Linked DNA regions of Mus musculus: regions 2, 3, 4, 5, 6 and 7 are each linked to region 1. A link is a contact called in public promoter capture Hi-C data. All regions are on one chromosome and are shown on one strand. The core of a region is the stretch at or near the end of the contact, and the rest is flanking DNA. Distances in the headings are between cores, read along the strand shown. Region 1 holds the start of Map4k4 (mitogen-activated protein kinase kinase kinase kinase 4). Region 2 holds the start of Mrps9 (mitochondrial ribosomal protein S9). Region 3 holds the start of Dalir (DNMT1 associated long intergenic non-coding RNA). Region 4 holds the start of Pantr2 (POU domain, class 3, transcription factor 3 adjacent noncoding transcript 2). Region 5 holds the start of Pantr1 (POU domain, class 3, transcription factor 3 adjacent noncoding transcript 1). Region 6 holds the start of Lipt1 (lipoyltransferase 1). Region 7 holds the start of Mrpl30 (mitochondrial ribosomal protein L30).

Evidence for each region. Promoter capture Hi-C pulls out the DNA fragments that hold promoters and counts their contacts.
Region 2: a promoter capture Hi-C map of cranial neural crest shows a contact between it and region 1. The contact joins the promoter of Mrps9 here to the promoter of Map4k4 in region 1. A contact is called at or near these places in 5 of 39 promoter capture datasets (cranial neural crest, hippocampal neurons, liver and 2 more).
Region 3: a promoter capture Hi-C map of liver shows a contact between it and region 1, with 2.8 times the contacts expected there. The contact joins the promoter of Dalir here to the promoter of Map4k4 in region 1. A contact is called at or near these places in 2 of 39 promoter capture datasets (hippocampal neurons and liver) and 1 of 115 datasets of contacts at active chromatin or transcription factors (embryonic stem cells).
Region 4: a promoter capture Hi-C map of stem cell-derived epiblast-like cells shows a contact between it and region 1, with 9 times the contacts expected there. The contact joins the promoter of Pantr2 here to the promoter of Map4k4 in region 1. A contact is called at or near these places in 6 of 39 promoter capture datasets (embryonic stem cells, hippocampal neurons, liver and 2 more) and 3 of 115 datasets of contacts at active chromatin or transcription factors (astrocytes and embryonic stem cells).
Region 5: a contact with region 1 is called in a promoter capture Hi-C map of embryonic stem cells. The contact joins the promoter of Pantr1 here to the promoter of Map4k4 in region 1. A contact is called at or near these places in 3 of 39 promoter capture datasets (embryonic stem cells and hippocampal neurons), 2 of 484 Hi-C or Micro-C datasets (both in embryonic stem cells) and 3 of 115 datasets of contacts at active chromatin or transcription factors (all in embryonic stem cells).
Region 6: a promoter capture Hi-C map of pre-B cells shows a contact between it and region 1, with 5 times the contacts expected there. The contact joins the promoter of Lipt1 here to the promoter of Map4k4 in region 1. A contact is called at or near these places in 2 of 39 promoter capture datasets (liver and pre-B cells), 1 of 115 datasets of contacts at active chromatin or transcription factors (astrocytes) and 1 of 9 other capture datasets (liver).
Region 7: a promoter capture Hi-C map of pre-B cells shows a contact between it and region 1, with 3 times the contacts expected there. The contact joins the promoter of Mrpl30 here to the promoter of Map4k4 in region 1. A contact is called at or near these places in 2 of 39 promoter capture datasets (liver and pre-B cells).

What each region holds. Positions count from the first base shown.
Region 1 is chr1:39,899,221-39,902,819 of GRCm38.p6, forward strand. It overlaps Map4k4 (mitogen-activated protein kinase kinase kinase kinase 4), which reads left to right and starts at 1,693. Exons shown (of 32, transcript NM_001252200.1): 1 at 1,693-2,066; 2 at 2,289-2,354. The coding sequence starts at 2,010.
Region 2 is chr1:42,849,240-42,852,838 of GRCm38.p6, forward strand. It overlaps Mrps9 (mitochondrial ribosomal protein S9), which reads left to right and starts at 1,994. Exons shown (of 11, transcript NM_023514.4): 1 at 1,994-2,187. The coding sequence starts at 2,053.
Region 3 is chr1:42,748,802-42,752,400 of GRCm38.p6, forward strand. It overlaps Dalir (DNMT1 associated long intergenic non-coding RNA), which reads left to right and starts at 1,911. Exons shown (of 1, transcript NR_130904.1): 1 at 1,911-3,599.
Region 4 is chr1:42,711,592-42,715,190 of GRCm38.p6, forward strand. It overlaps Pantr2 (POU domain, class 3, transcription factor 3 adjacent noncoding transcript 2), which reads right to left and starts at 1,863. Exons shown (of 4, transcript NR_110495.1): 1 at 1,764-1,863; 2 at 612-714. All of the region lies in intron 1 of Gm46091 (predicted gene, 46091), which reads left to right.
Region 5 is chr1:42,692,825-42,696,423 of GRCm38.p6, forward strand. Pantr1 (POU domain, class 3, transcription factor 3 adjacent noncoding transcript 1) reads right to left here and starts at 2,001. Exons shown (of 4, transcript NR_027826.2): 1 at 1,923-2,001. Pou3f3 (POU domain, class 3, transcription factor 3) reads left to right here and starts at 2,944. Exons shown (of 1, transcript NM_008900.3): 1 at 2,944-3,599. All of the region lies in intron 1 of Gm46091 (predicted gene, 46091), which reads left to right.
Region 6 is chr1:37,870,431-37,874,029 of GRCm38.p6, forward strand. Lipt1 (lipoyltransferase 1) reads left to right here and starts at 1,789. Exons shown (of 2, transcript NM_001037918.4): 1 at 1,789-1,895.
Region 7 is chr1:37,888,860-37,892,458 of GRCm38.p6, forward strand. It overlaps Mrpl30 (mitochondrial ribosomal protein L30), which reads left to right and starts at 1,618. Exons shown (of 6, transcript NM_027098.3): 1 at 1,618-1,725. Mitd1 (MIT, microtubule interacting and transport, domain containing 1) reads right to left here and starts at 1,552. Exons shown (of 7, transcript NM_026913.3): 1 at 1,301-1,552. The coding sequence starts at 1,451.

The DNA.
Region 1 (3,599 bases), core at 443-2,942:
GAGATAGTAGGATGTAATGGCTGTAATGGCTCTGAACTGATGGGAAAGGATTCATATAGATAAGAAGGAAGTGGTATGAGGTAGGCCTCCATGTCATAGGTCTGATGTTAACCTGTGGAAAGACTGGGATTAGGGACTGGGAGTGGGGGTGGGTTGGGGAGGGGGGCGGTGCCGAGAGACTGCCGTATTTGTATAGCCATCAGCTGTGCACAGTGGGCGAGGTAATTCTTCAGATTTTATTTCCTAATGTATAAAGCAGCAAAATTAAGAGTACCACTCAAGGTTCACGTGAAGAACAGTAAGATAAGATATATGAAATGGGCTGCACACATCACTGTATTATCAATAAATAATAACAAAGCCAAACCAGACAAGCGCTAACAAATTCACCAACATTTTTGTTCCTGTGCGTTTCCTAAGGAACAGATATTGGGAGTTCCGAATATAATTTCACTCTACAATGGAGTCTCATGTCAAACATCTTAGAACGTAACCCAAGCAGAAGAGCGCTGGACATTCTCTGGGGGCAGCGACTTGAACTCTGGGTATAGGCCGAAGTGGAGAGTATGCTCGCTCCTCTCTAGGCTAGGGTCTTTAGGGTTTGAGTACAACAATTGCAGTATTGGGGGTTTTCTACTCCGAGGCTATAAGGTGTGTACTGCTTAAATCAGAACAGTGTGGAGTGTGTGGGGAGGGAGGTGCAGAACGTTATTGACAACTAGATGCCCATGAAACAGTGGATTTTGGGGGGCGCCATGTAACACCAAGCTTAGCTTCATCTCTTAACTTATCAGGCCCATTCTAGGCCTTCTACATGTGGGAGTCAAGCAATTTTACAGCGATCTTGTACCTGGCCATTCTGGGATACTGTTGAGAACACCCGCTGTGAGGTAACAGGGAGTCACTAAACATGTTTTTGGCTGGTCCTGGGACGTGATAAAGAGGGACAGTAGTTGAACTGCCTAGCTGACTTGCTGTGGCATGCTGGAAGAAGCCTGTTTGGTGACCCGTGGTGATCTCCATCCAGGTACTGTCAGGGTTTTAGATCCCGAGCAGAGGGCTCGCCCGTCCGCCCTCCCTCCCATGGGCCAAACTGGCTCGGGGAACACAGCAGCGAGCAATCACAGCGACTGTTTTGGATTCTCCCGGACGGTCAAGTGATGCTCAGCGAATCCTCCAGCAGCAACCAAGCCACAAACTGAGACAGGAAAGGAGAAAGGAGAGGAACACCCCTTGGGGGGTAAAAAGGAAACGAGGGTCTACGGGACCGACCGGCCGTAGGCGGCGGAGGGGTCCGAGGCCCGACCCCGGCGCGTCCTGGCACACCCTCTCCCGGGCGAGCGGCGCGGGTGGGGTGTCCACGGGGCCGCCGGGGCGCTCCGAGTCTTTCATTCATTGTTAGCGGAGGCTGGGGTGTTCCGCCGCGCCCCGCACTTCCTCCGGGAAGGCCCCGAGGGCTCCCGGCCCCACCCCGGGCCGGGCCACCATCCGCGGAGGGCCGGCCGCCCGGCCATTGTTCGAGCCCCACCCCTGCTGAATATTCACGCGGGCGGGCGGCGAGCGAGCGAGGGCGAGGGCCGGGTTCCGCCCGCTCTCCCGGCGGAGGGGGCGGGGGAGTCGCTCGCCCCTCCTCAGCGGCGCCGGTCGGTGCCCCGCGTCCCCGCCCCCGCCCCCGCCTCCCGCGGCATCTTTGTCTCGCGGCCTCGCGCTCGCTCGCTCGCCGCGCTCTCCGGCCCCAGCTCCGGGCCGCTCGTGCAGGCGCGCGCGCGCGGGGCGCCGGGGCCTGAGGCGGCGGGCGACGCCCGGGGGGCGGGTGGGGGCCGAGGGAGGACCGCCAAGCCATGGTGTGAGCTCCGCGGCCAGCGCTCTCCGCGCCGCGCTCCGCTCCGACCGGACGACAAGCCGCCCGGGCGGCGGCGGCCTGCCCGTGCGGCCCGAGCCCCGGCGCCGCCGAGCCCCTGCCCGTCTCTCGCTCTCTCGCCCGCTCCCGGAGCGGCGACCCGGGGAAGATGGCGAACGACTCTCCCGCGAAGAGCCTGGTGGACATTGACCTGTCGTCCCTGCGGGTGAGTGCGGCCGCGCCCTGCGCGCCGCGGTGGACACGGACACCCGCGGGCGCGGCGGCCCCTTTGTCTGCCGGGCGAGCGGGCGGGCGGGTGCCACGGCGCTCCCGGGGACCCGGCGGGGCGAGCCTTTGTCACCGCCCTGCATCCCTCCCTCCGCCCTCTCGCCCTCCTCGGTTGGGGTCCCTCTTTTGAGTTGATAACCTCCCCCTCCTCTCTCTCCAGGACCCTGCTGGGATTTTTGAGCTGGTGGAAGTGGTTGGAAATGGCACCTATGGACAAGTCTATAAGGTCGGTGTGGGGCGCCTTTGTTCCCCGTGGCGTGGAGAAACTTCTTAGGGGACGAGGGAAAGGGTGACGAAACGCTGCTGACTGCAGGCCGTGCCGCCTGGCCAAAGTTGGGAAAGGGGGTTTCGCCTGGCTTTTCTTTTTTTTTCTTTTTCTTTTTTGTTTTTTTGCCTGTGTTCAGACTGGCCTTAAAAGACCTCATTTCCTGGCTTTGAGATAAAGGAAATAAGCTACACTGTTAGGCATGCACTTGGCTTTAGCAAAATAGAAAAGGAATTTTGTGTTCGAGGGTGACCACAGGGTCTCCCCCCAAACCCCCTTTCCTCCAAATCTGGCCTTCATGCGTTTGCGTTTGTCCGTGAATTAAAATTCGGTGTAGACAGGCCTTGCCTATGACTCCACTCAGCCACTGCCTTGGTATTCTTGAGACATGTCATCGTGCTTCTGCCTTCGGAGTGCTTGCCGTAGGCTCCAACTTGGGGAGGCTAGCGTTACCTGGTACTGATTTTAAAGCTTGGCCAGCATACCCTGTTCTAGTGGACAGTATCTTGGGGAAGCGGGCGGGGGAGTGTGCTTTTGGGCCACGGGAACAGGAGGAATTACAGTGTGGGGATTATAAAATGTGAATTCCAGGAATAACCTTTGTGACAGCTGTGTAATTGAGATGGCTGGGAGGAGAGAGAGCAAGGAGTAGAGAGGATGCCAGACTTCACACCCGCCACCCCTGGTCGTTCTCTCTCTTTAAATTTATCCTCCTCCCTGGGCTGCAGATGAAGCTGAGGAATCTGTTGGCCTGTGTCGCCGCGGAGCTGGCACCTAAGGCTGTGAACTGTTGTTCATTCTGTTTCGCTCGCTCGGTCTAGAAGGCGGCTCAGGCTCCGAAGTGTAAAAAAAAAAAAAACACAAACAAAACAAAGCAAAAACCTTTACGTTCGTTCGGTTTCCTGATTTCCTTCTTGTTGGTAAACGGTTTTCTGGAATTATCTTTGCTTGGGGAGTTTTCTAGTTACTGGGACTGGGTCAAGGTTGAGCTACACACACAGAGAAAAATTATCTTATGAAGGAGGGCTTTGTGGCTCACCATGAAGAATTGTCATTGTTTCCCTAAAAATGGGGGTGGTGGTTGAAGCTGACTGTAGACATTTTCTGAGGCCAAATTAAGTGTGGATTCTTTTGTCCCTTTTCAGCCTTGTGAATAGGGTTTATGTGCTCAAGATTGCTTCTCCGGGGCTCCAGCTTCCCCCTCTC
Region 2 (3,599 bases), core at 744-3,243, 3.0 Mb after region 1:
GAGGCCTTTGAGGTTCCTGTTTGAGTCCCTAAATTTTTTATTTTCAGATTTTCTCTCAGTTTTGGTTTTCTTTATTGATCCTGTTTTCTCTTTCAGGTCTTGGACTGTTTTATTGATTTCCTTCCACTGTTTGTATTTTCAGATTTATTAAAGGGGTTTATTAATTTCCTCTTTAAGTACCTCTATCATATTCATGAAGGTTACTTTAAAGTCTTTGTCTTCAACTAAGTTTCAGTTCTCGGGCCTGTTGCTGGGATCTAATGGAGACATGTTATACTGGCTGGTTTTTATTCTGTTTTTATGATGGCATGTAGGCATCTGGGTTTGGGGATGTTTGTAATTCCAGGTGCTGACATCTGGTCTTGCTTTTGCTGAGTGGGTTTCTTTTCCTTGTTTTTTGTTTGTTTGTTTTCTCTGGTTCTTAGGAGTCTGTGGTGGCTGTGTGTTGCCTGGTAGAATGCTTCTCAGATCCAGCCAGTTGTGGCTACTGGGGGTTCCAGGTACAATGTGTTTCTTGGTATTGAGAGCTGACATTTAGGAATGAAGATGGGCTGGAGGGGAGGAAGTAAGGAGGGCTGCAGAGGGAGGGAAGGTGGGTGATCTACCAGGGTCTGTTTAGTCCCCTGGGAATGGGATCAGAGAGTGAGAAGAGGCCACAGCAGTTCTGCTACAGATAAGACTAGAGGATTGGATTTGGAGAGATAGAGGGAGAGGTAAAGATCTGGAGTTAGCCTACCTGCTTTTCTGGCCAGCACTGCCTCGCCTCTAACTTATTCTTCTTCTCCAAATACTAGTCCTGGACTTCTGCCACTGAATGAAGAGATTTTCACTAATGTAAAGGAAACAAACAAAGGGGAAAATAATGATTTCCCCCCTTTACTACAAGCATCCTATTTGGAGGGGTTTTTTTTCTTCTATTTTTCTGAAGCTATGCAATTTCTATTTCCCTAGAGCTGTTTTATGAGGTGATAACTGTACGATGCCAGCACTTACTTCATAACTTAAAAAACAGATTTCTAATTTACATGTATAAATATTTTGCTTGTATGTATATGTGTCTGTACATCACAGACATGGTTGATCCCCTTGAAATTCAGAGAAGGTGTCAGATTGTTTAGAGCTGTAATTATAGATAGATAGGTAGATAGATAGATAGATAGATAGATGTGATAGATAGATAGATAGATAGATGTGATAGATGTGATAGATGTGATAGATAGATAGATAGATAGATAGATAGATAGATAGATAGATAGATAGATGTGATTTTCCACAAGAGTTCTGGGGACCAAACCCAGGTCCTCTGAAAGAACATAGAGTGTTTTTAACTTCTCAGCCTCTTACTCGGTCACCTTGATCTCGTTTTCTGAGTATGTTTTAAACTTCTAATGATAATTTCAACATTATCAAATTATTCAATGATAATTTTCAACATTGGAAAACCCTTTAAGAGTGATTTATTCAACCACTTGTATCTGGTAGAGATAACCCTAGACTTAGGGTTAGGAAGTTCAAGTTTCAGAAGGCAAAGACAGTTCCTGTGTCTGCAGCCACTCTTAATGGCTTTAAGGCTCAGAGGCAATCAGGGAGAGCCATGAAGTTGAGCAGGGAGGTGCTTTTCCTCAGCCTGTGGGTCAGACAGCTAAGAGTCAACACAATGTGTTGGAAGCCAGAATGGTTAGTTGCTGGAAGAAGAATGTCTTGAAACAGATCTTTAAAACGGGCAAGTTCAAGGGGGAGCAGAAGGCCCTTGCGGGAAGGCAAGCGGACAGGAAAGCCAGCTTGGATTGTTGGAGTGAGAATAAGACTGTGGAAGGCTTGTCTGAGCGTGGGTACCAGGAACTCAGCTAGGACTACAGCTGCTAGTAAGCCGAAAGCCATGTGCAAGGCAACCTGCTGCCGCGCACCCAATCAGCGGCGAGGGGCTGGACTACAGAACTCCGCCCCTAGTTGCAATTGCTAAGGAAGCGCTTCCGCCTGGGAGGTCTGCGCCTGCGCAGTCTCCAGGCTCCACCCCTTTCCCCTCCCGCCAGGATGTTTCTTACGGCCAACATGGCCGCCCCCTGTGTGTCCTGCGGCCGAGTGCTTTCCCTTTGGTTCACTCCCGCTGTTAGAGCTAGCCTCTGCCAGAGGCCCGGGTACTGGACAGCCTCGGCGGTTGGCTGGCAGACAGGGACCAGGTTCCAGGTAAGGTCCTGGGAGCTGGAGCTGGCGGTCCGTGTGGTAGGGTGACGTGAAGCCGGCCCACCTTCCAGGGCTGCCAGAGCCCTCAAGGTAGAGGTCGGAGGTCACGCTTGGGGATCGGGGAATCGGCCGCGGACGGATCCTCTGCAGCCTCTCCCTGGGCTTTGAGGAGCAAAGGGTTCGGCAGATGGAGTTGGGTGGCTGCCTGGGTCTTGTGATTCGTCCCGGGGAGAAGGGGAGCCGAACTCTGCGCGACCCGGAAGATGTCCTGGGCAGAGTCAGTCTGTGGAGCGAACTGAGACTTTTTACAAGTGCTCTGCGTTTGCGGAATTTCAGTTTTTGTAATTTTCCCGAAACTTGTGTGTGTGTGTGTGTGTGTGTGTGTGTGTGTGTGTGTGTGTGTGACATTAGGAGAGCAGAATTTGACCGCTTCGCTCAATTCCGGGGTCGGTGTGAAGCTGGGATTTCTAGCTTGAGTCTTTGCTTGTCGCCCGTTTAATGTGGCTCATTAAAAGTGGGAGAAAACGAGCTTCGGCTGTAATTGCACTTAAAGTGTCTGTGGCATATTCTACCGGAGATTTCCAGTAGTCCTTTCGGTGGGTGTGCCCGTGACACAGGAGGAGACCTAACTTTGAAGTCCTGTTACCTTGCAGGTTCTAATGGAAACCCAGGGAATAGCGCGCAGATGGTGTCCTGCAAGAGTAGGCAGATGAACAGGCCGAAAGAGAGGTCTCAAGAGATTGAGAACACGCGGTCAAACAAGTGGGGGTTGGAAAACAGAACAGTTTGAGTAGAAAGAGTACGAAATGTTGGAAAAGCAGTACTACCACCAGATATTGCCGAGAAGTTAAACGCTGGATCTTAGAACTGTTTTACAAAATGACTGGCCACCTTTTTCTGTTATTTGATGTTGTAACATAAACCAATTTGTCCATTGATCTGTTAAACATCTGGGTTTCTTGGTTTTGAAAATTGGAAAATGTGTTGGACATTTTTATTTCTTCTATACATCTCTTTGAGACACATAATTGCATATGAGAGGAACTGTAGCATACAAAATATGTTTATTGGTAATGATTATATGGGCAGGTGGCTCTCACTCTCCTATATTCTGAACCTAGTGTACCCTTCTTCTTTCTCTTTATTCTTATAATTATGTGTAAACAAACACATTTTACAAAATGAGCCTCGCTGGGTCACATCCCTTTTACCTTTTTAATTTACAGGGGGAATACATGTATGTGTCTTTTATTATGTCTAAAGCTCATTCCGGTTGCACACTGCTTTCTTCCCACGGATGCATGCATACACATTGTCTTGGTTACTTTTCTGTTGCTTCGAAAAGACACCTGAACAGGGAGAGACTGGGGTTGGCACAGGGTTTTGAAATCTTAAAGCCCAGCCCCCAGTGGGAT
Region 3 (3,599 bases), core at 661-3,160, 2.8 Mb after region 1:
CCAACCCAATCCAGTATGATCAAATCTCAATTTGATTACATCTTCGAAGACCCTCTTCCATATATGGTCACATTTGCAGGGGCTGGGGGTAGGATATAAACAAGGCTTCTGAAGGGACACGATCCAACCCCTCAGATATTTGGCTGCAGTTATCCTTGGGAAACTTTGAACAAATAGATGGGATTTAAAACCCCAGAATTTGATGAATTCAGTTAAATCTTAACTTTGAGGTTTTTGTTTGCTTGCTTGGTTCTTGGCATACACACAGGTTTCTATATTTACATAGTTTGAGTTTGCATGTGAGCTTCTCACATGGCTTTAAATTTTTGTATTATGCATAAAAAGTGTGTCCTTACTCTAAGATTATAAAGGTATTCATTTACTTTTGTCTTTGATACATTTGAATTCACTCTAAGTTAAAACAGTGAAGCTGTGTTATGTGTTTCATTATTATTATTGTAAAGGCTCATTTTATTTGTGTGTGAGAGAGAGAGAGAGAGAGAGAGAGAGAGAGAGAGAGAGAGCTGTGTGCAGTGCAGATGCTTGCAGAGGCCATAAAAGGGCACCAGCTCCCCTGGCCTCCAGGAGGTTGAGTACCCTGACAGTGCTGGGAACTGAATTCAGCTTCTCTGGAAGAGCAGCAAAACCCTCAACTGCTGAGCCATTTCTCCAACTGGTTATATGTCAAAGAACCAGCTACGTCTCACACATATATATAGTAACACAAGTTACCTGCTTTGGATCTGCACTTGGGTCTATCCCAGACGGGCTGCTTGATCTATGGAATCCACTTATTTGTTCCTAAGTGGTGAATTTCTACACCTTTCTTTACTGTGATTTCATTTTGCATTTTAGTAGCTGGTGGAGACTATTTTCTGCTGTTGTTCCTTTTACTTTAGCCAGAGTTAACCTAACTTCACCCCGAAGAGATGAACCTTGGCAGCATTTTTGTCATTTTTAAGTTCTGTTGTAATTAAACCACACTGTTGGATTTCCTTAAACCATCCGTATTCATCTGTAAGTACGAAGCCTACTCTACCACATACACCTTTTTAGTTTTCTTCCCTTCTTACTTTTTTCTTTAAACTCCTGAGAAAATATTTGGAGTTTTATGTCACCTAGGTTTTGGATATTTCCTGAGTGATTTTTCCTTAGACATTTTGTGTTTTTGTTTGTTTTTCAATTGTGAATGGAATCTTTTGAGTTACAGCCTCCTTCTTCCTCCTACTCATCTCTCACACCGATCTGTTAGCAAGAACTGCTGGTTCTTCCTGCATCTAAATGCAGAGAGAACATATGCCTATTTCCCTTAAGTCACCCTAGGCCACCTCCTTTACTTTGGGCTACAGACTGGTGTCTACCCACTTCTCAATGTCCCTTGTCCACATATCTGCCAGAGGTAGCTTTCTTACAGCCTGTGATATCATAACAGAGCATCTTTCAGAGTCTTCTCAATTTGTTATATGAATTCTTCTTAATTAGTAGTTCCGAAGCAAGATTGAGTAGTATCAGTATAGATAAGAGGAAGCTTTGACTTATTTATTTTAGTAATACTCTTCATTAAGGTCTTACTGAAAAGCATGATATAAGATATGGATACTTCAGTAAGTGTGAGAGTTGGCATACACTGGTGTGTGTGTGAGAGAGAGAGGGAGAGAGAGAGAGAGACGGGGAGAGAGAGAGGGAGAGAGAGAGAAAAAGAGAGAGAGGGAGAGAGAGAGAGAGAGAGAGAGAGAGAGAGAGAGAGAGTTAGTTTTCCCATGTTGAGGAAGTAAAGCTCTAGATCTAGGCAGCCCTGGTTGTTTTGGAACTCTCTCTGTAGACCTGGCTAGCCTCAAACTCAGAGATCTGCCTACCTCTTCTGCTCCACCTCCACCCTGCCCAGCTATAGTTTTTTGTTTTTTTGTTTGTTTGTTTTTTAAATCAAGATTATAGATTTTGGGGAGGTGACTCAGGAGTTAAGAGCATTTGCAACTCTCCAAGGAGGCTTGGATTCAGTTCCTAGTACCCACATGGTGGCTCACAATCATCTATAACTTGAGTTTCAGGAAATCCAATACTCTCTTCTGACCTCTACATAAACCAGGCATGCACATGATGCACATAAATATTGTGCAGGCAAACACCGTCCCCCAGACACTCAAAATACATAAAATAAAAATAAGTATTTTTTAAAAGTTGGAATTTGGTATGATTAGCTTTATAGCTTTAGCTATTTATATTAGTTTTATGGCAACTTGACACTACCCAGAGTCATTTTGGAAGAGGGAACCTCAGTTGAGAAAAATCCTCCACCATATTGATCTATGAGCAAGCCAGTAAGCAGCACTCCTTCATGGCCTCTGCATCAGCTCCTGCTTCCAGGTTCCTGCCCTGGTTGAGTTCCTGCCTTGACTTTCCCTCAGTGATAGAGTGTTCTTGGGAGTGTAGATGAAGTAAACCCTCGCCTCCTAAACTGCCCTTGGTCATGATCTTTTATCATAGCAATGGAACCCCTACTTAAGACAATTATCTTTGAAGCACATATTTTGACATTTAGGCATATCAATAAATGATTGATGGTTAGTTTCTTAAAATGCCCCTTGACCACAAAGACAGTGAATTTTCTCCCTTGCTCCCTAGCATAGATTATAGGTCTGAGCCATCAGATCTGGCTTGAGGTTCAAAGCTTGTGACCACCTGTTCCAAGGACAAATGAGCTGCCTAGAACTCTTCCACTGGCCTGCCTGTAGCCGGGAATGGTGGAGTTCCCTGTGACTGTGGGATTCTATATGAGCTACTGATGAGACATAAGCAAGTAAGGAAAGTTGATCTTGGGATCAACACTCATCAAGAATAAGATGGGTCCCCCACTCTCTAGCTGTGCTTCCAGACAGGTTTGCTTCAGTGTGGCTTCAGCAAAGCCTTCCTAGTGGTCTACAGTAGAGAATGCAAGAGTCCATCCCTAGCCTGAACACTGCACACAGACACCAATTATGCTAAAATATTTAATTTCATTCCATAAATAATTAAGCCTAAATAATAATACCTAGATATAACTTGGAACTTGTGACAATCTACCTGCCTCTGTCTCTGTGTACCAGGATTATAGGCCTGGGCACACATTCTTCTTCAGGACTGATTATAATACATTTTGTATATTGATTTAAAAAAATGATGCTTAGGTAGTTATGGCCTGTGAGTAATTCTATAAAGTAGACTAAGTGGATATCATCAGTCTATACTCTAAGACATTCCTTTAATTTTTTTAAATTTTTTTTTAAAGTTCTACTTTTTAAAGATTCCTAGAGAGCCAGATGGGTGATGAAAAGCCAGGTTTCACATGTAACACTAATATTGGGGGAAAAAAAACCTGACGCTAGAAATTATTTAGTTATTCTGAAAGCTGTCACTTCTTGAAAGCAGAGTCAGAATTAGAAAAGAATTAACAGTGTATCGTTGTGTTCTCACATTTCCAATGTGGCTGGTGAATCATGAAGCAAAAATTTCCTCAAAACTGGAGCCCCAGAGTCTTAGTCTGAGCCCATCCTCCTGCCTGAGAATCTCCAAATTGCCTAGTGAAGGAAAAGCTATGTCCATGGTCCCACCTGTTCCAAAGT
Region 4 (3,599 bases), core at 613-3,112, 2.8 Mb after region 1:
GAGTGGGGAGGAGGCCCACGGACTTCTCATAAGGGAAGAGGCCACCCAGTGCTCAGAAATAATCAAAAGCTTTAACGCTGCTGAGCAGAGGGGCTGCTAATCCCAAGCAGCTCAAGTGTGGGCCACACAGCCTAGCCATCTATGCCCACAGCAGCCTGGCAGGTATCTCAGAAGTAGATGCATGTTGGGACTGTGGGCTTCCACCCAGGAGCTGAGGATCTGGGTAGGTGTCTTGAGCAAGACAGACTTCATTCTCCTTGCCCTGGACACCCAGATTCTCTAGAAAGCCAGGACTGTGAGCAGAGGTGACATAAGAAATAACTGGCCCCTTCCAACTGCACCACTGCTCACCTTGCCTCTTTCCTAGAGGCGGAAGAGCCTTTCTTTGTAAGTTGCTCCGTTTTTCTTACTGTGGACAGCAATTTAATTTCCTCCTTTGCCCCAAGCCTTGCACACACAACTGAGCAGGGATTTCCACTTGGGGATAACAAGAGGCTGGCATGGAGACAGAGGGAAGTGGTGGACAGCCTCCTGGAGGTAGCCTTAAGACTGGTAAAACTTCTCTGATACTTTCCCCTCTCCAGACAGCCACAGTCTCAGGAAAGACTCACCAAATGCCATGTCAACCCCGGAGCAAAAAGAACGTGGAAAACGTAGCACTAGTTCTTCATTTTCTCCTTAGCTGTTGAGTTTCACTTGTTCCTCTCACCCCATCTGTGGTAGAAGTTAAAACAACTTGTCCTTTTAAATAGATTTGGGTTTTCAGCATTACTAGAGTACTGGGAGAGAGTGCTTGCCCCAATTCCACATCCAAACCAAGTCGGTTGTAACCAGCCATCTTCAATTATGCTCTCCATAACTCGACAGAATCAGGAATCAAGGTACCATTAGGTACAAGAAGCAACAAACTTTACTAAAAGAAACAAATATAATATTGACCACGGATACATACAAACTCCCTGAAATATCATTTCTACTCTTCTTACTTCTTGGGGACAGGGGTAGGAAGTGGAGTGGGGAGGGATGGTGTAAAAATCTTAGCTGGTTTGAAAAATAACTCGATCATATTGTCTGAGTTTAAAGTTCTCAAGTCTAATCATAAGTAATAAAGTTGTTAATAGTTGTAATTGGTTTCATTGCTCGATGTAACTGGTGTTTTATTTGTGACCCAACTAAGCTTTGTAGCAAAGTACAGGTGGTTCAGAATCCATAAAAGGGAAGTTATTCCTTCTCAGGCAACTTTTCCCAATAGAAGGCAAAGTGAAGACGGCTGTCTCACACATTATCTCCTCTGCTTTGCTTTTTTTTTTTTTTTGAACACTATAGATCTAGGTTTTAATTTCTCTAGATGTGTGTGTGTATGTGTGTGTGTGTGTGTGTGTGTGTGTGTGTGTGTGTGTGTGTGTGTGTTTGATAGACCTGAAGATGCGTGGCCATCGTGCGTGGGCTCTTGAAAGCAGAGAAGAAACTCAATGTACTCAATGTACACAGAAAAGAACCGCTTTGCTAGCTAGATCAAATGCCCGACCAAGTTCACTTTCCATCCCTTCGCTGGAAGAGGGTCACCCACTGAAAGCGAAAGCTCCGGGGATTTGAGAGGGGCAGCAAGGACGGCTTAGCTTCCTAGGCCTTCTCCCAGTACTCTCTCTTCACACCCCGCTTCAGAGTACTTCTCAGGACTTCCTAATCCGAGGTGCCCACTACGGACTAGCTTCCCCGCGCTCTCCTCAACTCTTACTGGCTCCGCCGCACCCTGGACTCACCCCACACAGTCGGTCCGCTCCATCCAGACTGGAAACAGGTCTGAGTCGGGCAACGCTGGAAGCCACATCTCATCAACACCAATCCACACCAGTCGCCTAGATCTAGGCTGCAGAGAAGCCCGCGACACGCTGCCAATGATGGTGGGGGCAGGGAGGCCATGAAGAACCGCAGCCTCCAGCTGGGTTGCGGCTTTCTTATGGAAATGACCCGCGCTGGCCTACTGGACTCAAGCGGGTTCCATAGTCCCGCACCCCATCTCTCCAAAGCTTTTCCTCCCGCAAACCCTCATCCTCCTCATCCTACCGTGGCTGAACTGGTGGGGGATGAGCTAGAGCTACGCCCCGGCCGCAGAGCGCGGGCCGGGTCTCCCCTCGGCCCGACGGGCTCCAGCTCCGCATTAAATATTCATAGCAATCGCTACTTTCTTAAAGGGGAACCCGCCGCGCGGGAAAGTTCCCAGCCAGGGGGACTCACAAAGGAAGGTGTCTGCTCCCTCCGGTCCTAGGGGTAACCGGGCACACAGCTCCTGAACACTTGGGCGAACAGGGAAGGGAAGGGAAGGGAAAGATCAGAGTACCCGCTCGCCTACAGTCAAGACACTTCCTAGAGACTGCGAAAGAAGAGATATTTGGAAAGCTTTGGAAGCCCCGATCACTCGTCGCATAATTATTTAAAAATAAGTGGTCACATCTAATGCTTCAGGGTTTCCAGGGCCTTTCATTAGTTTCTTTCATTTTATAGTTTTAAAAGGACGGTGGTTTGACTTCATTCAGGCGTCATCCGCCCGGGGACCAGAAAGTTTGCTCTGTATTGCTTGAAACATGCACTCGGGGAACTTAGAAACATCACTTTGAGAGCCTAAAACAAAACCTGCACCTGTCCCATGGCTGATGTGCAGAGCTGGAGCTTGAGAACTCAGAACCCTTGTGGGGGTACTCGTGGGGAGAATTGGTCTGAACCCCAGCGCCACTGCTCAATTCCAGGCCTCTTTCTTCCAGAGCACGGAGGGCCTGCATAGATGTGCAGTCCTCGGCCTTCCGGAGGCCGAAACCCATCTGCCAACTGCTCAGCAGGGACCAGGAGAAAAGCGGAATGGGAAAGGAAGAGGAAGCAGAGAAAGTTCTGGGCCCGCTGCGGAGGAGGCCCTGCCTGGGATGCACCCCCGCCCGGGGCCAGCTGACCCGTGACCGCTCCTCCTGGTGCCAGGCGACGCCCGCGCCCTGGTGTGCTTTCACCCCCACATCCCCCCCCCCAGCCCCCCCCCCCCCCCCCCCGCTCACGCCCACTCCACACTCTCTCTCTCGATAAGGCTCTTTTTGTTCCGGACCAGGAGCACTTTCACAAATGGTTAGAAAGTCTTGAGCGCCATCTAACGGGAACAGCAAAAAGTTGAAAGTGGGTGGAGGTTAGGACCTGTGAGGTGCCCAGGCTGGGCTCCGGAGAGTCCTTTCCCCAACTCTATCCACACTCTCAAGCCTTGACTTCCCTTCTCTTACTCTCACAACTCTCGTCCCCTAGAACTCCAGACTTGACCACTCTCGCAGGCTCACCTTTCCAGAGCCCTGGGGCAGTTGTAGGCTGCTTCTTGGACCTTCTCTTCCACTCCTGGTAGGACTGCTTGCCAGGTTCCCTGGTGTCACACCTGCCTGAATAGGGTTCTGGTATCATTCAAAGTCTTTATGGTTTTCTTTTGGGCCTGAGATGGGAAGTCTCATGAATTCGCATGAGGTGCGCTGGTTTTCTGAAATGAAAACCCGTGAGCCTAAGCTTTTGCAGACAGAAGGAAGCAGAAGAATAAAGGTAATAGCAACCACTTCAAAGTGTGCAATCTAGAG
Region 5 (3,599 bases), core at 751-3,250, 2.8 Mb after region 1:
CTTCCAAACCTTCAAGAACACAAATAAACAATACACCAGAAAGGAAGGAAAAAGAGGAAGCAGAGCAAGAAAAACCAAACAAACAAAACAACAACAACAACAAAAAAAACACTTACCCAGCAAATTCCCAAGGTTAGACTTTTAAATAAAAGGTGGTGGTTGGTTTTTGGTTTTTGGTTTTTGTTTTTTGTTTTTGTTTTTTGTTTAAAAAAAAAAAAGTAAGGTTCCTGGAGGGGCAGAAGAGAAGGCATATTCTCTACTCTCCAGAGCCGAGTTATCCTTAGCCTTCTCTTTACACTGACTCCTCTAAGCCCGGTTCTCTCTCGTCTATTATTTTCACCAAAATATATGAAAATGTATGCAAATGAAAATCAGCACTAACTGTTCTCCCCTTGTTATATACTTTGGATTTTTTTTTCCAGACAAAACAATCACACTCCGCAGAGGGAGGGGGAGGATTGGGTGGGGTGGGAGGGGGGAAGCTGGGGAGCGATTTGAGAACTAAGTACGTGGGGGGTGGGGGGAGAGAAGGGGACAGACCTGGGAACAGAAGTGCGTTTCTGTTATTGAGGAGCACAGCGTTTGGGGGGCTTCCCGAACGTGCACACCCTCCTTGCAAAGAAAGAAAGTGGATCTGTTTGCTGAGGCGCTATCCCGTTTCATCAGGCCACCTGAGACGGCTTTTGAAAGCGTGTACTGTGAAACTCATAGCAGTAATTTAGACAAAATCCTCACTGTATATTAATGAAAGGCGGCCCCATGGCTCTGTTCCTATCCTCCCCATTCAGTGTAAACAAAACCACGAGACTCTTTCGGTTTTTGAGCCGGATCCAAGCAAAATCGGCAGGAAAGGAAAACACGGGGTGCTGGCACCGACTATTCAAACGTCTGCACCTGGAGATCTCAGATTTATTCAATGAAATCTGTGTTCCATCTTTTATATATACATATACGCATATATAAATATAAAAAGGAACCTTTTGGAATGGAGGGGGGAATCCGTTCTGTTTTGGGGCTTTGGTTACTGCTGCCTTTTAGATCTGTTTCTACGATGGTATCTTTTCACCCCGGCAAGCAGGAGCTGGACCCGATCCTACATAAATGCCCCGCGTCTACGGTTAATCTCGAGATCACGCAGAGGCTGCGAGGCTGCTGCTGAGCTGGAGAGCTCCCTCTGTAACTGAGTTCACAGAAGTGAGCCCTCTAGAGAAATTATGCATCGGGGAGAAGGCAGGCCAGTTCTTTATATTCGGAGCACACCGACCGCCGGGTTACGTTCTCGGCTGCTGCTTGGACTAGAAACTGCAGATTGCGGTCCGGTGCCCTGCAGCTGAGGGTGCGGGGTGCAAGCACACGCACACTCATTAAGAGTCGTGTATTTATTGAATGTCCGAATTGGGTTAGTTCATTGGAAATCCCCAAGGAGGATTTAATTTGTCCTTGTTTTCGTTGCCACTTTCTCTTTTTTCTTGGTTCGCTGAGGTTCCTCTGTGCGGCGTTTCCGCTTGGCCGCGTCGTCCCCCCCCCCCCCAACACACACACACCACACCACCCCCTCTTCTCCCGCCTACCGGGCGCACTCCTCCTCCCGGGCCCCTTAACTCTTTCAGCTGGGTTGCGGCTGAGAAAGCACTTGTCGACAGCGGTCACAGCCACCTCGCAAAACCTGAGACCCAAAGAAAGAGGAAAATAAAGCGTCCCCATGCCCAAGAATAGCAAGCGAGTGAAAACCCCACCAATGAACACACTCACACGCGCGCACACACGCACGCACACACACACACACACACACACACACACACACGAGTCAGCGGTAAAGGGGACCGGGGTGGGGGGCGGGTGAGCAGCTAGCAGCCCTAGGCCCTCTAGGCGAGCTGAGGCAGACACTGCATTCTAAAGGCATTGGGATCGAATACACTTACGATGAATCTAGGGGGACGGTCGGGCTGATTGCCTTTCAAATACCTCGCGTGGCTTCGTTGACCGGCACCCTCCAAACTCACAAGGGCACGCACGATACTTGCAAGAATCCCAGAGGAGGGTGGGTGGGAGGGAGGAAAGGAGGGAGGGGGGGTTGGAGAGCGAGCAGCCGCAGCAAGCGGTCGGACTCGCACGCGCGGGCCCCGCGCTGGTACAGGGCTGCAGGTTTCCCAGATGATGGCATCCGAGAACTTAAACAAAGAGGGTCGCCGCCGGCGCGCCGCGGCTGCACAAAGTTGCAGTGGCGGATTTCCAAGAAGCTTGGCCACAGGAGCTCTGCGCGAGGCAAGCCTTCCTTTCCCACCTCCTGCAGGACAGAGATGGGGGCCCGCGCGTGAAGGGAAGAGGAAACTTTGAAACCAGTGGGGACACATCTGTCTATAGGTATTAGCTTGAACGTACATCCGCGGCGCGCGCTTTACAAATCTCTCGCGTGGGGTGGGGGTGCGACACAACGCAGTCTAGGTAGAATGGGTAGACTGCTATTTTTCAAGATTTTTTTCCCCTCTTCATTTTCCTCCTGGTCCCCCTTCTACCCGCCCCCTCCTTTTCTCTTCCATTTCTCTCCCAACCCCCCCAGACCAATCGCGAACACAGGGAGCCGCCAAGGGAACGCAGACGTTTGGGCTGGACACTAAGAGTTAAGATGTGGCGGAGGGGTGGAGCGAGGGGGGGGGACGACGAAGGGGGCGGAGGGGGAGGGGCGTGGAGGGGAAAGTGGCGCGGAGGAGGGAGGATGGGGCGGGGGGGGGGGGACAACAGATTTCCAGCTTCTACGACGCTCTGCCTAAATTAAAAAGCAACCAATCGGAACGGCCGGAAGGGGGGCCAGGCGTCCTAAGCCAGTCATTCCAGGCTTGCCAATCACCCAGCGGGTAGCCAATCAGCAGGGGCCCTGGTGCTCGACTTCCTTGTATTTGGGAAAGTGTGGTGGTGGGTGCGCGCTTGCGGCGGAGGGTAAACATTCGACAGTCCCTGCTCTGAGAGGGAGGGACGGAGAGCGAACTGTCAGATCCTAGCGGGAGCGGGCGCTCGAGAGAAGGAGAGAGGGAGAGAGAGAGTGAGAGAGAGAGGGAAAGTGAGACAGAGAGAAAGAGAGAGAATCCGGGCGCAGAGCTAGCTCCGGCTGCAACTCTGCCCCGGCACGCCTGCTCCCGCGCCCGCCGTCGGGTACTCTAGGAGCGGTACAACGTGCCCACAGGAGTTGGTTGTGTATCAAGGATTCCCTGTATGCACACACACATCTCCACCTCCACCAATGCACTCTTCTTCCTCCTCCTTCTCCAGACAACTGCCGGGGAAAAAATAAAACATCAACCCCAACCTTCAGCAACAAGGTAACAGAACAATTCGACATTTTTTTTTCCTGTTCAATTTTTGCCTTGTTATATTTGTTTCCTAATTTCTACCCAAAAGGAAAGATGTCGCACCAGACTGTGAGTGTCGCGAGGAACATGAAAAGGGACTCTTGTTTCAGAGACGTCCAAGAGCTCCGGCAATAACAACTTCAGAGAAATGCACCATCGCAAGAAGTTTTCCTAGGACAAAACAAAACTTGAAAGAAGCGAACCAGGGGGGCAGAACAGGAGCCAGCCGCCCCACTCCGCAGACGCGAGCCG
Region 6 (3,599 bases), core at 539-3,038, 2.0 Mb before region 1:
CTAAGGCAAGGAGATCTCTTGAGTTCAAGGTCAGCCTGGGACAAAACAAGTCCCAGATCCAGGTGTGGTGGTACACACCTTTAATCTGCACCACACCTCATGCTGGAGACCTACATAAGGACATTTGAAGAAGGAAGATTCGCTTCTCTTTGCCTGCTTGTGTTTACTTGCCAACACAACTGTTTGAATCTACTAGCCTTGTGGGACTAAGCAGCTACTAGATCCTTGGACTTCCCATTCACAGCTGATCGTTGTTGGGGAGTTGGACTACAGACTGTAAGTCATCATAATAGATTTCCTTACTATAGAGAGACAGACTATAAGTTCTCTGACTCTAGAGAACCCTGACTAATACATTTTGTAACATACATACATACATACATACATACATACAGATTGATTTGCTGTATAATGTGTGTTATCTCAGCCTTAATATGGTGATTAAATGAAAGAAGCCCATGCTAATACCTTTAATCCCAGCACTTGGAAGGCAGAGGCAGAAAGCTCTCTGTGAGGCCAGTCTGGTCCACATAGCGAGTTCCAGGCAAGCCTGCCTTACAGGGGGAGACCCTAACTCACACTCAAATAGAAGTTTTAAGAAGAGCAGACAGAGCCAGGCATGGTGGAGCACACTTTTAATTTCAGCACTCCAGAAGCAGAGGCAGGTGGATCTCTGTGCATTCAAGGCCAGCCTGGTCTACAAAATGAGTTCCAGAACAGCCAGGGCTACACAGAGAAACCCTGTCTTGGGGATTGGGAGCGGGGGAGGAGACAGAATAAAATGCAGGAAAGGAGAATTGCCATCACCAGAGGACTATAAAGCAGGTTAGAGTGTTATTGGACATTCCAGTGGAGAAGCTGAAGAAGTAGAAAAAGAGGATAACTGGTCCAAAGACAGACATCTTAGAGCAGACAGTGGAGAATGAAGGAAGGTCATTGAAGGAAATTAAAACAAAACAAAACAAAAAACAAAAACAAAACAGAACAACAACAACAGAAAAAAACTGTCCCTTCTCAGATTTCAAAGAATACAATATAGAAGCAGACTACTAATTTAGGAGCCCTACTAAGGGCAACACAATGTGGGGCTATTTTGATAACTAGCAAAATTCCTACAATGACGAATGGAAAAGTATCCCTTCCCACCCTCATAATACCATCCAGCTGAAGACTGATCTCATCAAAGTTGCAGTAACAGACAGGAGTCCTGTCTGTGGTGCAGCTAATTTATATACCCTGAATTAACTCTGCTCATTTACTGCGTTAGCAGTACCAGGAGGCAAGGCTGGAGAGGCTTCCATTCTAACTGAAGGAGGAGAGACTGGTTTCTGTGGAAGAGCGAGGAATGACCACAAATTCTTTGGGCTCTGCTCATCAAGAAGTGGGTCCGTGATCTCATTCCTTAACTCTAGTCTGGCTTTGTTGTTCCTGGGGCCATAGGAATGCGGTTGAAGCGCTTCCAAGTGCCTTGAATCGAACCGCCCCAGCAGCTAGACAGCACCTCCTGAGTGTGAACAGACCATTTTGGACCACACAGTTTAGCCAACTCTTGCTGAAAGAAACCAGCATAGGAATCACCCAGCTCGTCTTTACATATTTTGGTAAGTGGACTTTGTCCTTTCAATGAATCTAGTTCTAAATGCATTGGCCTGAAGGAAATAACCTTAAAAATATTTGCTTCTATTTCAGGCTTAGCCACGACCTCCTGGGGGTGTGGCTTATCCAGGGGGCGAGCTTTACGGGGGCGTGGCCTCTTGAGGGCGGGTCTCTTGGGCGGGGCTGGGGAGGACTCCCCAGCAACTGCGTCTAGAGGGCTGAGTGTTCTGGGTTCCACGTGGGTTGATTGAGTTTTAATTTGCAGAAAAAGCTGCTGCGGGCGCGACCGGAAGTGGCAGGTGAGTGAAGCCGGAAGCAGTTCCAGTGAATTCTTTGCGGGTTGTGGAGGCACACGCTGAGCAGGAGTGGGTGCTGCGGAGAGCACGCGTGCGTCCCATGGGCCCCTCCTATTGGTTCTGAAAGCTCTGCAGATTACACCTGGTGCTCCGGACGTAATTTCATTATTGGGAACAGTTGATTTCTAATACGGCGTAGGGTAAACTAAACAAGACATTCAGTGCTAGTCGCGTGCCTGCTCCCGAAGAGTAAAGCTTGCTTAAAAGTTCGTAATCACTTCCAGGTTTGGATCGCGTTATTAGGAGGATAGCAAATAGTTTTGGTAAGGCCTTGTGAGGAAGGTAGGCCTGTAGTTAGGTCTTGCTTTACACTCTGTCAGGGAGAAGCATGTGTTGGCAGTTGCAGAAGTGTCTCCCAGAGCATGGAAGTAAGAGCCTCCTGAGGAAATAATTATAACACCAGTAATGAAGATGAAAGCAGAGAGCTGGGGGTGGATTGCTCGGCGGTACAGTTCAAACCTAGACTGAGTGAGTTCCATCCCTTGCTCAGCTAAAGCTGTTAAAATAGAGTGTAGTTGGGTATATCAACCACATCCTAGCCCAGGCGCCTACAGAGGAGTAGGTGGCCAACACAAAACAAACTCCACGGGCTTTTTTTTTTTTTTCTTTTTTGGTCTTGTCTCGTTGATCTTTTACTTATTTTGACTTTAGTTTTCATAGGTTTTGGTTTTTTAAAGAAAGAACATAAAGTTGGGTGGATAGGGAGGTGGTGGGATCTGAAAAAAACGGGGAGAGGAAGGAACGTGATCAAAATGCATTGTATAAAAAGTTTTTCATTTAAAAAAGTAAAATATGGGTGTGGGTCGCTATGCAAAGTAACACTGTAGAAACAGAATTCTACCAGGTTTTCAAAAGTTAGATTGTTTCATTTTGTCTGTCAGCTACAGTCTGTCTCAGAAGGTATGTCAGGCCTTCAACCCAGAGGCAGAGGCAAATAGATCTCTGTGAGCTCAAGGTCAGCCTGGTCTACAGAGGTAGTTTCAGGAGATCCAGGGCTACACACTCATCGTGTCTGAGGGTGGGGAGATTGTGTTCTGATAACTAAAATAATTTGTGATACGATACATAATAATCATTTAGTTTAACTCCTTAAAATGACTCACGTGTAACTATTTTAGTAGTCCTATTTAAACATGACTCACACAGATTTACAGTCTTTATTCTGGCAATGTGTCTCCCTTCCCTGTGACTCTTGTCACCTTTATGTAGTTCACTGATGAATCCCAACTGTCAAGGACAAAGCATGCCTTATAGTTACTGCAGACTCTGTCAGCCATTGGCTGGTTAATTGTGGACCATAGTTAATGTATCAAGGTAAACTCCAGTTTGACATATCTTTTAGGAATCCTTGTACACTTGAAAGAAGACATGTTAAACTGTCAAAAAAAAAAATGGATTGGAAGAGAAGACCTTGAAATCACAATTATTTAGGTTCATCTCATGTGCTCTTGAATTCAGTTAAAGGCAACTGGATCAGATAGAGATTAAACTACCGGTCTAAAGCTATTCAGTTAGTTGCAAAGCAAGCATTAAAATGTAAAAGCAACTATTTTACCTGAACCTCTATATATGTTAATAAGTGTGACTATTGTCACCTTAGGAGAGGATGTCACAAGGTCTTTTTCAAATCCCAACTTCAATGGGCAC
Region 7 (3,599 bases), core at 368-2,867, 2.0 Mb before region 1:
TCAATGATGTACTACAATGTGGAAGTAAATAAGCCCTTTCCTCCCCAGCTTACTTTTGGTCATGGTGTTTCATCCCAGCAACAGAAACCCTAACTAGGACAGCAAGCTAAAAAAAAAAAAGAGAGAGAGAGAGAGAGAGAGAAAAAAAAATTTTTAAGTGGAGGTATTCTCTGTGGATAGATAAAGCTGCTCCCAGAAACACAACTTACTAAACAAATAAATAGGAAAAATAAATAGATAGATAGATAGATAGATAGATACACCCCAGTGCTGAGAGTGGGCTGTGAGTTCCCCCCAAACAATACAGGATTGCCCCTGCTTTTGGATGTCCATCAAAACTCATTCATAAGACCCTATTGCTAAAGATGCCACATGCCTTGACCACAGGTCGAGAACAAACTGGAGCTGGTTGAAAGCGTCCTCCTTGTTGGATAGTACCACGGTGTTGGATGGTGCTACTCAAGCTGCTGGGGGAGAAATGTCTTACTCAGCCACTCCCTCTGTTAAAACCAACCATCTGGGAAAGATGAGCCCATTGGCGCAATCGTGGTAAATGTGGTACCCAACTGCTTTCTGATTGGATGTGAAGTCTGCTTGACAAGAGGGACTCTCATCTGGTACTTTATACCTAACTAAAAATCAAGACTGTGGCGGTCCTAGGCCCTAGGGGCCGTACTACTACTGCTGTAGTTTTATTAAATCAACATGATGTATCTGCCAAACTGCCCTCTACCTCATTATGTTTATGCCCATAGAGCAGTGCTGTAGTCCACATGGTCAGAGAAGCCTCTTCCACCAGTACCGGGTAGTGACTGCAGAGACTGACAACTGGTTGGTGCACATAGAATAAATGGCCGTGGAATGCACCCCCATCTTGAGAATGAATATATAATCATTGATGGAGGAGGGAGAGACAATTTAGTCAGTGCTGTAGTCGCTGGTAACGTGCACATAGCTCTGTAAACAAACTTCCACCCTAGTGAAACTCAATGGATCATAGTTGGGGTGAGGGCAGGAAGGTGAGCCAGAGGAAGGAGAAAAATCATGTCACAAACTGACAACAACGAAGAATAAAATTGATTCAAACGCAAGACCTATCAAGCCTTATAGATTATATTTGGTTATGCCTCTTATGGTCCTTAGCGATAACATCGGTCTATTGCAAAGGCCACCACCTCCGTTGTCCTGCAGATTATCAGAATATAACTCCTGAATTTGAATGCTTCCTGGTAGTTAGTAAGTTTCGTTTTCTTAAGTTTCCGCTCAGTCCCAGACAGAGCGGAAACCGAAACTCGCTCACCTTTCAGAACCTGCAAGAGCATGTCAATCCCCTCCTGGTAACACACCAGAGCCTGCTGGTACCGGGACTCTGCATCCAGCTCTACTGCCCGCTTTAGTACCGCCACCGCCGCAGTGCTATCGGAATCCTGTCCCAGGCTGGACTTAGCCATCACTGTGACAACTCCTGGGCACCGCCAGCAAATTCCAAGAGCTGACCCACTGCGCTTCCAGGAAGCGCACGCGTGACGCCGCTGCGCCTGCGCTGTCTTCTATGGCGCGTTGTGAATGGGCCGGGACAAAAAAAAAAAAAAACCTTTCCCGGAACCAAAGAACCGTACGGTCTGTGACGGCAACGGCGTGGTTTGAATGTTGCACTGGGTCCACCTGCCTCTGTTCCTCTCCTTCCGGCTGCGGGGACGTTCGGAGTGGACACAGCGGTCGCCGGTGAGTGCGGTCGTGGGAGCTAGAGGCTCTCTCTGCAGTTACGAAATGACTTTCTTTCTGTTTCGAGTTGGAGGTCCCGCAGACCTATTTCTTGATCTTCTGAAAGCAGCCAGGTTGTCACTTTATTCGAGTCGTGCTGCGACGCGCGTGTCTCTGAGAGTCTCACTCGTGTAGATCTAGGTCCGAGCCATCCAAGCGTCAGTGAAATTTATTATTTTTTTTTAAGAAGGCAAAACTTGCTTAATTTTAAGATGTTGCGATTTTAGAGTGCTGAGTTTTTGGAGTTGCTGTTTATTAAAGACAGTGATTTTGCAGGCCCCTGTGATTGTCACTTGTTAAAGCAGCTGCTTTTGGTGGCTGAGAGGCCGTTATGACGGCTGCCTACTACCTTTACGTCCTGGGAATTCGAAGAAGAGAGACATTTGTTGATTTCAGAGAACGCGGTTGATTGCACGGGAAATTCAGTGTTCTGTATTTTCAGGAATGTTCACTCCTCGTTATAGATATATACCTTGACCCTTTAGAAAGAGAAATTAATTAAAGAACCACTTACGAGCTGGTGTTGTAGTTTAGGGGTAAAGAGCTGTTTACGTGCATAACCATTGTAAAAAAGCAAAACAACAACAAAACTCCAGCAAACCTTTCGGGGTGAGGGAGAGGAAAAATGGTTTTGGCAGCCTTTTGTTTTTCTGTGTATACTCATATATTAACATATTAGAAAATAGAAATAGGTTATATATCCCATGTGATAAATGGTATTTTTCAGTTTATTTTTATGTGTATGGGTGTTTTGCCTGTCATATCTACACCATGTGCGTGTAGTGCCCATGGAGGCCAGAAGATAGTCAGATCCCCTGGAACTAGATAGAGTTAAAAAAACATTTGTAAGCTTCCAGGTGGTCACCGGGAATTAAATGTGGGACCTCTGGAAGAGCAGCCAGTGCTCATAACTGCTGAGCCATGTCTCCAGCCCCATTTTTCTGGTATTTGCAACAGTACAGAGGAAAGTTGTTGTACAGTAGATGGCAGTATAATTGCTTCAAGGTCCAAAAGCTACGCACATAAGAATAATGCCTACTGTATTGAAATGAGTTGCAGCTCAGAGCACTTATATTCTGTATGCAAGGCTATGGGTTCAATCCCCAGTACCTTCCCTCACCAAAAGGAAAAACAACAACAACAAAAAGCAGTTTTGATGGTGCTGCCTGCTTATATCTGAAATTAAACTTCAGCAGAGAATCTTGAGTGCCGAAGCTGCTTTGAGAGACACATCTATGACTTGAGCAGATCCAAACCAAAATATAAAGTCCTTGTCTTCTGGCACTGTCCCGTGTACAGAGTGGAGACAGCCACTAAATGGTAAACCAGCAAAGTACAATAGAACACGAGTACTCAAGTAAGGCAAGGTGCAGAAGTGCTGGCAGGGCTGTGGCTGCGAATGTTAAGCTGTTTGGTGGAGGTAGTCCTCATTCAGGACTGAAACAGCGTGATCCAGGTAGACCTGTTGACAAGAGAAGGTTTGAGCCAAAATAGGGAGAAGACCTCCAGCTTCAACTAGGTGTTGAACCCAGAAACTCATGCATGCCAGGTAAGCGTTGTACCTCTGAAACATATTCCTAGTTCCAGCTTTAATTTTTTTTAATTTATTTTTTAATAAATGAGCTTTTAGCTTTAGGCAATTTTAGATTTCAAGAGAAGTGGTGAGTGAAGCTTAGTACAGGGACCTGTACCTTCCCTGCTCAGTTTCTGCCTTTATCATCAAATATTAGTGTAGGGTGCTCAGTGCAGCTGCTGAACCAAATTGGTACGTTATTAACGTCATTTGCTTTATTAAGACAGATTTCTTTAGCTTTGTTGGGTGTCCATGTCCTATT